Linked DNA regions of Sus scrofa: region 1 is linked to region 2. Evidence: chromatin contacts called from public Hi-C data. All regions are on one chromosome and are shown on one strand. The core of a region is the stretch at or near the end of the contact, and the rest is flanking DNA. Distances in the headings are between cores, read along the strand shown. Region 1 holds the start of OSTF1 (osteoclast stimulating factor 1). Region 2 holds the start of TMC1 (transmembrane channel-like protein 1).

Region 1 (2,700 bases), core at 128-2,627, 2.4 Mb after region 2:
CCTTTCAGTAAACAGCAATCTCCCAAGGCTGGTGTTTCTGAATACACGACCCATGCCCTTTTCTCTTGGAATCATTCTTTCATTAACCCCAGGGGAAACTTTGAAGGTTCATTTTACATAGAGTCTCATGTAAAATATTTCCCATTTTTCTTCCTCCAAACAAACAACTAGTTTATGATATAGCCTGTGCTGTTTTGAGTTTAACACACACAGTGTTTCTCCTATGCCCCAGCCTCCCAGTGGAGATTCAATCTGGTAATCTGAGGTGGGCAAACTTGCTCTGCCAAGTACTGTTATGGTGAATGTTCTCGGCTTTGCAGGCAGCTGCTCAGTTCTGCTGTTAGGCAGCAAAAGTGGCGGGAGACAATACATAAGCAAATGAGCGTGGCTGTGTTCTAATAAAATTTATGGACACTGAAATCTGAATTTCATATAATTCTCACGTGCCAAAAAATCTGCTGCTTCTGATTTCTTTTAAGCCATTAAAAAAATGTGAAAACCATTCTCAGGTGGTACAATAACAGGCGGCAAGGGGGCCGCAATTAGCCGAATCCAATGCTACAGAAATAAAAATTTTCTCCTGCCCTAGGGATCATGACCTGACTCTGCCCCAGTGACTTCTCCCAACAACCTGAACGGTCTCTAGAAGGCAGACTCCCATTTTAAGGATTATTAGGGGGCGTGAGAGCACCACACCATCACGAGTACACGTCCTCCTGGGCAGGCCACGGATCAGTCCCTTTATGGTGGTAGGAGCCTCAACAAGGCTTTCAAGACACAACCAGGCTCGGGCTCCAGCGCTGGAACACTGTGGAAATACCTCCTGGCCCCAGAGAGTCGGCGCTGCGCGGCGGGGTCTATCAGGTACTCACCCAGCGCCAGTTCGAGTGCTCCCAAGCAGAGCGGCACAAGCAATTGCCAACCGCACGCCTCTCACTAACCCTCCGCAACCCCCGAAGCTCGTTAACCGAGACGCCCACAAGTCCTTCCCCCGCGCCCCTCCCGGGTCAGAGGTGGCCCAGGGTAGAGGTGACAAACCCCAGGTTTCCGTCCCACCCGGAGCGGACGCGGCGCCCGGCTCCAGCCGGCGTTGGGCGGGGCGGGACTCCGGAGAGCGTGGCCGCGTGCGCGCGCTCGCGCTCCTACACAGTCCAGCCCTTTCCCCTCCTTGCCGCGCGCCCCTGGCTGGCCCTGGCGCGAGCCTACGACGCCCCCGTTCGGCTCCGGCTGATTCTGCCGCCGCGCGCGCTGTCGTGCGCGCCTCCCGCGCTCCTGCCTCGGGGAAGCTGGCAGCAGGGGAGCCAATTAGCGCTCGGCGAAGCGGCGGCCACTTCCTCATCTGTCCGGCCGCGCGCTCCGGACGGGTCTGTCGGCCGCGGGGCGGGGCGGGGTACTGCGCGGAGCGGCTCTGCCAGCTTCTGCTTGTCTGGCTGCCAAGGGTGGACGCAGGTCCTTGAAGGCGCCCCGATGCAAGCCAGACAAAAAGAAACTTTGGGGCGCCCGGAGTGCCGAGTGGAGGGGCGTTCGTTTGGCTTTTCGTGCGTGGTCTACAGGATCAGCCGCTCCAGGAAGAGATGTCGAAGCCGCCACCCAAACCGGTCAAACCAGGTAAGGGAGGTGCTCGCGGGTCCCCTGGCCGCCGCGGTGCTCTGCGCTCCCTTTGCCACTTGGCAGGGCAAACCAGACACGTACCCGGCCCCAGCCTCGCTTTCGAAAAGGGACCCACCGGGATAGGAGTTGTTAGCGTTGCTGCTGCGTTCGCTGTAGCGGGGCGATCAGTTTGGATAGCAAGAAGATTTTCGAGGAATTTAAAAAATTTTATTTTTGAAGAGGAGTCACGCTTGGCTTTGCAACATTGTCATTAGCGGCAACTTTCCAGGCGATGCGAAGGCTACGTCCCATTGAAGCTTTCCTGGAAGACAGGGCCATTGATCTCCCTTAGGAAAAAAAATAAATGTCTTGAAATGGGTTTTTAGCCACTTCCTCTTTTTTTTTTTTTTTTTTTTCAGTGTGTGTCACTGTCAAGTTTGAGTTCTTGACCGGCCAAAGGGAACGGGAAGTGCGCTGCTTGTAGGGTGGGGTGCGTGAGCGGGTCTTCTTTGGGACTTTTGAGAGGAGCTGCGTTCGAAAATTGACCTCGAGATCTTGAGGAAAGCTTTTACAAAAGTGTACTTGAACTCCGGACTAGAAGAATCTAGGCTGTGGCAGGATAATCTCAGCAATTGCTATTCGGAAGTGTCATTTTATCAGGCAATACAAGTCCTTTGCCTCCACTCCCCTAATGAATTTGGCTAAATTGGAGAGGATGAGATTACTAAGTTCCTCAAAGCAGCGCTAAAGAGCGCTTGTAGTCCTTGTTCATTTTTATTTTATCCTTAGAATATTTCCTGGGATATGGAGAAAGGAGAATTTAAGAGGGAATTAATTATTTCAGTTCAGTACTGTAACAGACTCATTCATGCATTCATCCGGTAGGTAGGTACAGAAAACATAGGAAATGGAAGATAAATTCTCAGTTTTTTTCTTCCATTCTCATGTAACATCAGTATAACGCAGGCTGAAATTTAGCCATCTAGGTCAATTTCAAAGTAACCTTGTTTAGGAAGATAATATTTTCTTGATCTTCCTAAATTTTAGTCAAGCACTCCATCTTCCCTTGTTTGCCCTCACATGTGGTAGTTTCCAGTCATTTTATTTGAA
Region 2 (2,700 bases), core at 73-2,572:
CCAGCCCGGGACGAACAGCCGGGAGCCCTGCCTCCCCTCCACACCACTCACCCTGCGGGGCCAGGAGCCGGGCTCGCGCGCGACACCGGCGCGGTGGGGCCGGTCCGAGCCCTCAGGGATAGGCGAGTCGGGTGCCTTGGAGCCGCAGCCGCGGGCCGGTCGGAGCCGCAGGAGGTTGCGCCGCCGCCGCCGCCGCCGCGGGGTCCTTCTTTGTTCCCGCAGCAGCAGTGAGCGTGGCCGGGACACGCCGGAGCTCGGGAAGTGGGAGGAGGGAAGCGGCGCGGGGCGGGGGGACAGAGGAGGCGGAGGGAGGACCGAAGGCCGCGGCGGCTAAGGCAGCTTTCGGCGCTCACCCGTCGTCGCCTCACGCCTCCACCAGCGGCGGGTTGGGCAGACTCCGAGGGCGAGCCGGGCGCGCGCAGCTAGGCCTGGGCGCCGCAAGGGCCCGCGGATGGCGCTCTCGGATGCTTCTTCTACCACCGAGGAAGCTGCGCTGTTCCCGGGAGCTACAAGCCCAAAACTGAGATGCAGACAGATCTGCGCTCCAGCTCACTGACGCGTTCTCTCCTGCCGGCGCTCCGGCTCTGAGGGAAAGAGGGAGGGAGGGGGCGGGGTCTGTGCGTCATCGAAAACCCCGACGGCGCCGGCGGCGCCGGGAGCGCGATGACGTCACGTGCCCGTCGCCGCGCCTCTCACTCCAGTCACCCGGTCGGGGAGGAGGGGCCGAGCTTGACCGCTCTGCAGTTGCGCGGAGCCGAGTCACTGGCCGGGCTGCCGGCCTCCGGGCGGAGCTGGTAGGAGTTAGACCGGTGGAGGACGCGTTTCTATTTTTAACCTGATTATCCGCCCTCAGCGTCTCGCCTTCTGATTTTCTCAGTCGAGCCTGCTTTTCGCCATCTCAGTTCTCACGCTTTGTCTCGACCCCTTGGCAGACATTTCCCTTTCCTCCTTACTCCCCCTTCCCCCACCCCTGGAGAAAGAGGTAGAAGGATTCGCCTCAGAAAATGAACTGCTCTATAGCCTCTGGGTCTCCTCGCCTCTTTATGACGCTTCCCCGTCCAGTTCCCTCCCACACCTTTTCGGTTCTAAAGTACAGCTTGAGCGTTGCCTTGTTGCTGTCGGGAAGGAGCAGGGCAGGCGGCGCTGGCTCTCTTGCACGCCCAAGGTCACGGGTGGTTGTGCAGAGTCAGGAAATGCTTGGCCTCACTGGCTGCCAGTCCTCCGCCCCGCGCGTCGGCGTTGTTGTTCTGAACAAACTGTTTTGGCCAGCCTGTAAAATCCCTGGAAATTGGCTATTCCAGCAAAGCGTCTCGAACTGGGAAAGCACCAAATGTTCTACTCAAGAAAAGAAGGGCCAAACAAGCTAGATCTGAGGGAGAGATCAAAAAGAAGGCGTTGCAGGAGGAAATTCAAGAGGGGGCAATTCAGAAATGAGGCACAGGCCCTGACTAGTTTGAAAGGGTGAGTTAACTAAAAACAGAACCTTTTCAAAGCAGCAACAAAAAAATCCCACGTGCAGCTGACCTCTCCAGGTGACTTTAGTTCAACTCAGAAGACCAAAATTAGTAACACAGAAAGGGACTTACGAAAATTTTGTAGTAAACAATGGCCTAATGAATAAATAGAAACGGTTTTTAGGCCTTCTGATAGCCACCATTAAAATGGAGAGGTAGGTCCCTTCCTTGTTTCCCAAACTTGCTGATCAGAAAAATCCACCTGGAGTAATTATTTACCTTTAAATAATCACCTAAGCTTCTCCCTTGGAAGTAGTTTTGGTTATCTGGGACTTTGAAGTTGAAGTAATGATCCAGGTGATTCTGATTTATAATTTTGTCTGGGAGAATGTTGTCCTGATGCACTTTGCCAACGTTTCCAAATCAGACCGCTTTCTGCCACAGTAAGCTGAATCCCTAGAATGTAACTGACCATTTTCTTTACAACTTGGAGTTATTGCTACAGGCAGTTAATGTGTTGAAGATGTAAGTAGTTTCGGATATTGGTCCCAGGAAATTTACTTTCTTGATGTAGACAAATTAGTAAAAGCAGAGCAGCTGCCATTTACAGGCCATTTTCAGGGCTAAGATTTTTCATTTAGGGTCTCGTTAATCCTCACAGCAGTTCACCGAGATAGGTACTATATAGCCATTTTCAAAGATAAGTGAATAATGATGAAAGAGGATAAGTGACTCTCTTGAGGCACTGAAGGACAGGGAAATAGTGGAGGTGATTCTTAGGACAAAAGTAACTTGGAAATTCTTCCCCCCACACACATCCATTTTAGTTGTTAAAAAGTGGAACAAGATAATTCTTGAAGAAGCATGATTGAAAGAAAAAAACCAACAAAGTAATAAAACAAGCTGGTTATTTAATAAGGTATTGCATAATATATATTATGTAGCACCTTCTCAGCCAATCATAATTTTCTCTGTAAGGTTGTTTCTAACAGGAATGTACTTGATATTGAGCCTATTTTTAGCAAGTTACTGTTGCAGCAACTACCCTAGTTGTTCTCAAAGTGTGGACCATACACCAGCAGCATCAGTATCACTTGGGCACTTGTTAGAAATACAAAATCTGGGAGTTCCTGTTGTGGCGCAGTGGAAATGAATCCAACTAGGAAGCATGAGGTTGCGGGTTCGACCCCTGGCCTCTATCAATGGGTTGGGGATCTGGTGTTACTGTGAGCTGTAGTATAGGTTG

Evidence for each region. Hi-C and Micro-C count contacts between places; a contact is called where the count stands out from the background.
Region 1: a Hi-C map of heart right ventricle shows a contact between it and region 2, with 8 times the contacts expected there. The contact joins the promoter of OSTF1 here to the promoter of TMC1 in region 2. A contact is called at or near these places in 1 of 47 Hi-C or Micro-C datasets (heart right ventricle) and 1 of 2 datasets of contacts at active chromatin or transcription factors (alveolar macrophages).

The regions. Positions count from the first base shown.
Region 1 is chr1:228,140,782-228,143,481 of Sscrofa11.1, forward strand. It overlaps OSTF1 (osteoclast stimulating factor 1), which reads left to right and starts at 1,378. Exons shown (of 10, transcript NM_214005.1): 1 at 1,378-1,608. The coding sequence starts at 1,575. It overlaps NMRK1 (nicotinamide riboside kinase 1), which reads right to left and starts at 1,109. Exons shown (of 9, transcript XM_003121961.4): 1 at 873-1,109.
Region 2 is chr1:225,713,279-225,715,978 of Sscrofa11.1, forward strand. It overlaps TMC1 (transmembrane channel-like protein 1), which reads left to right and starts at 1,323. Exons shown (of 24, transcript XM_021064884.1): 1 at 1,323-1,461. It also overlaps a transcript of ZFAND5 not described here.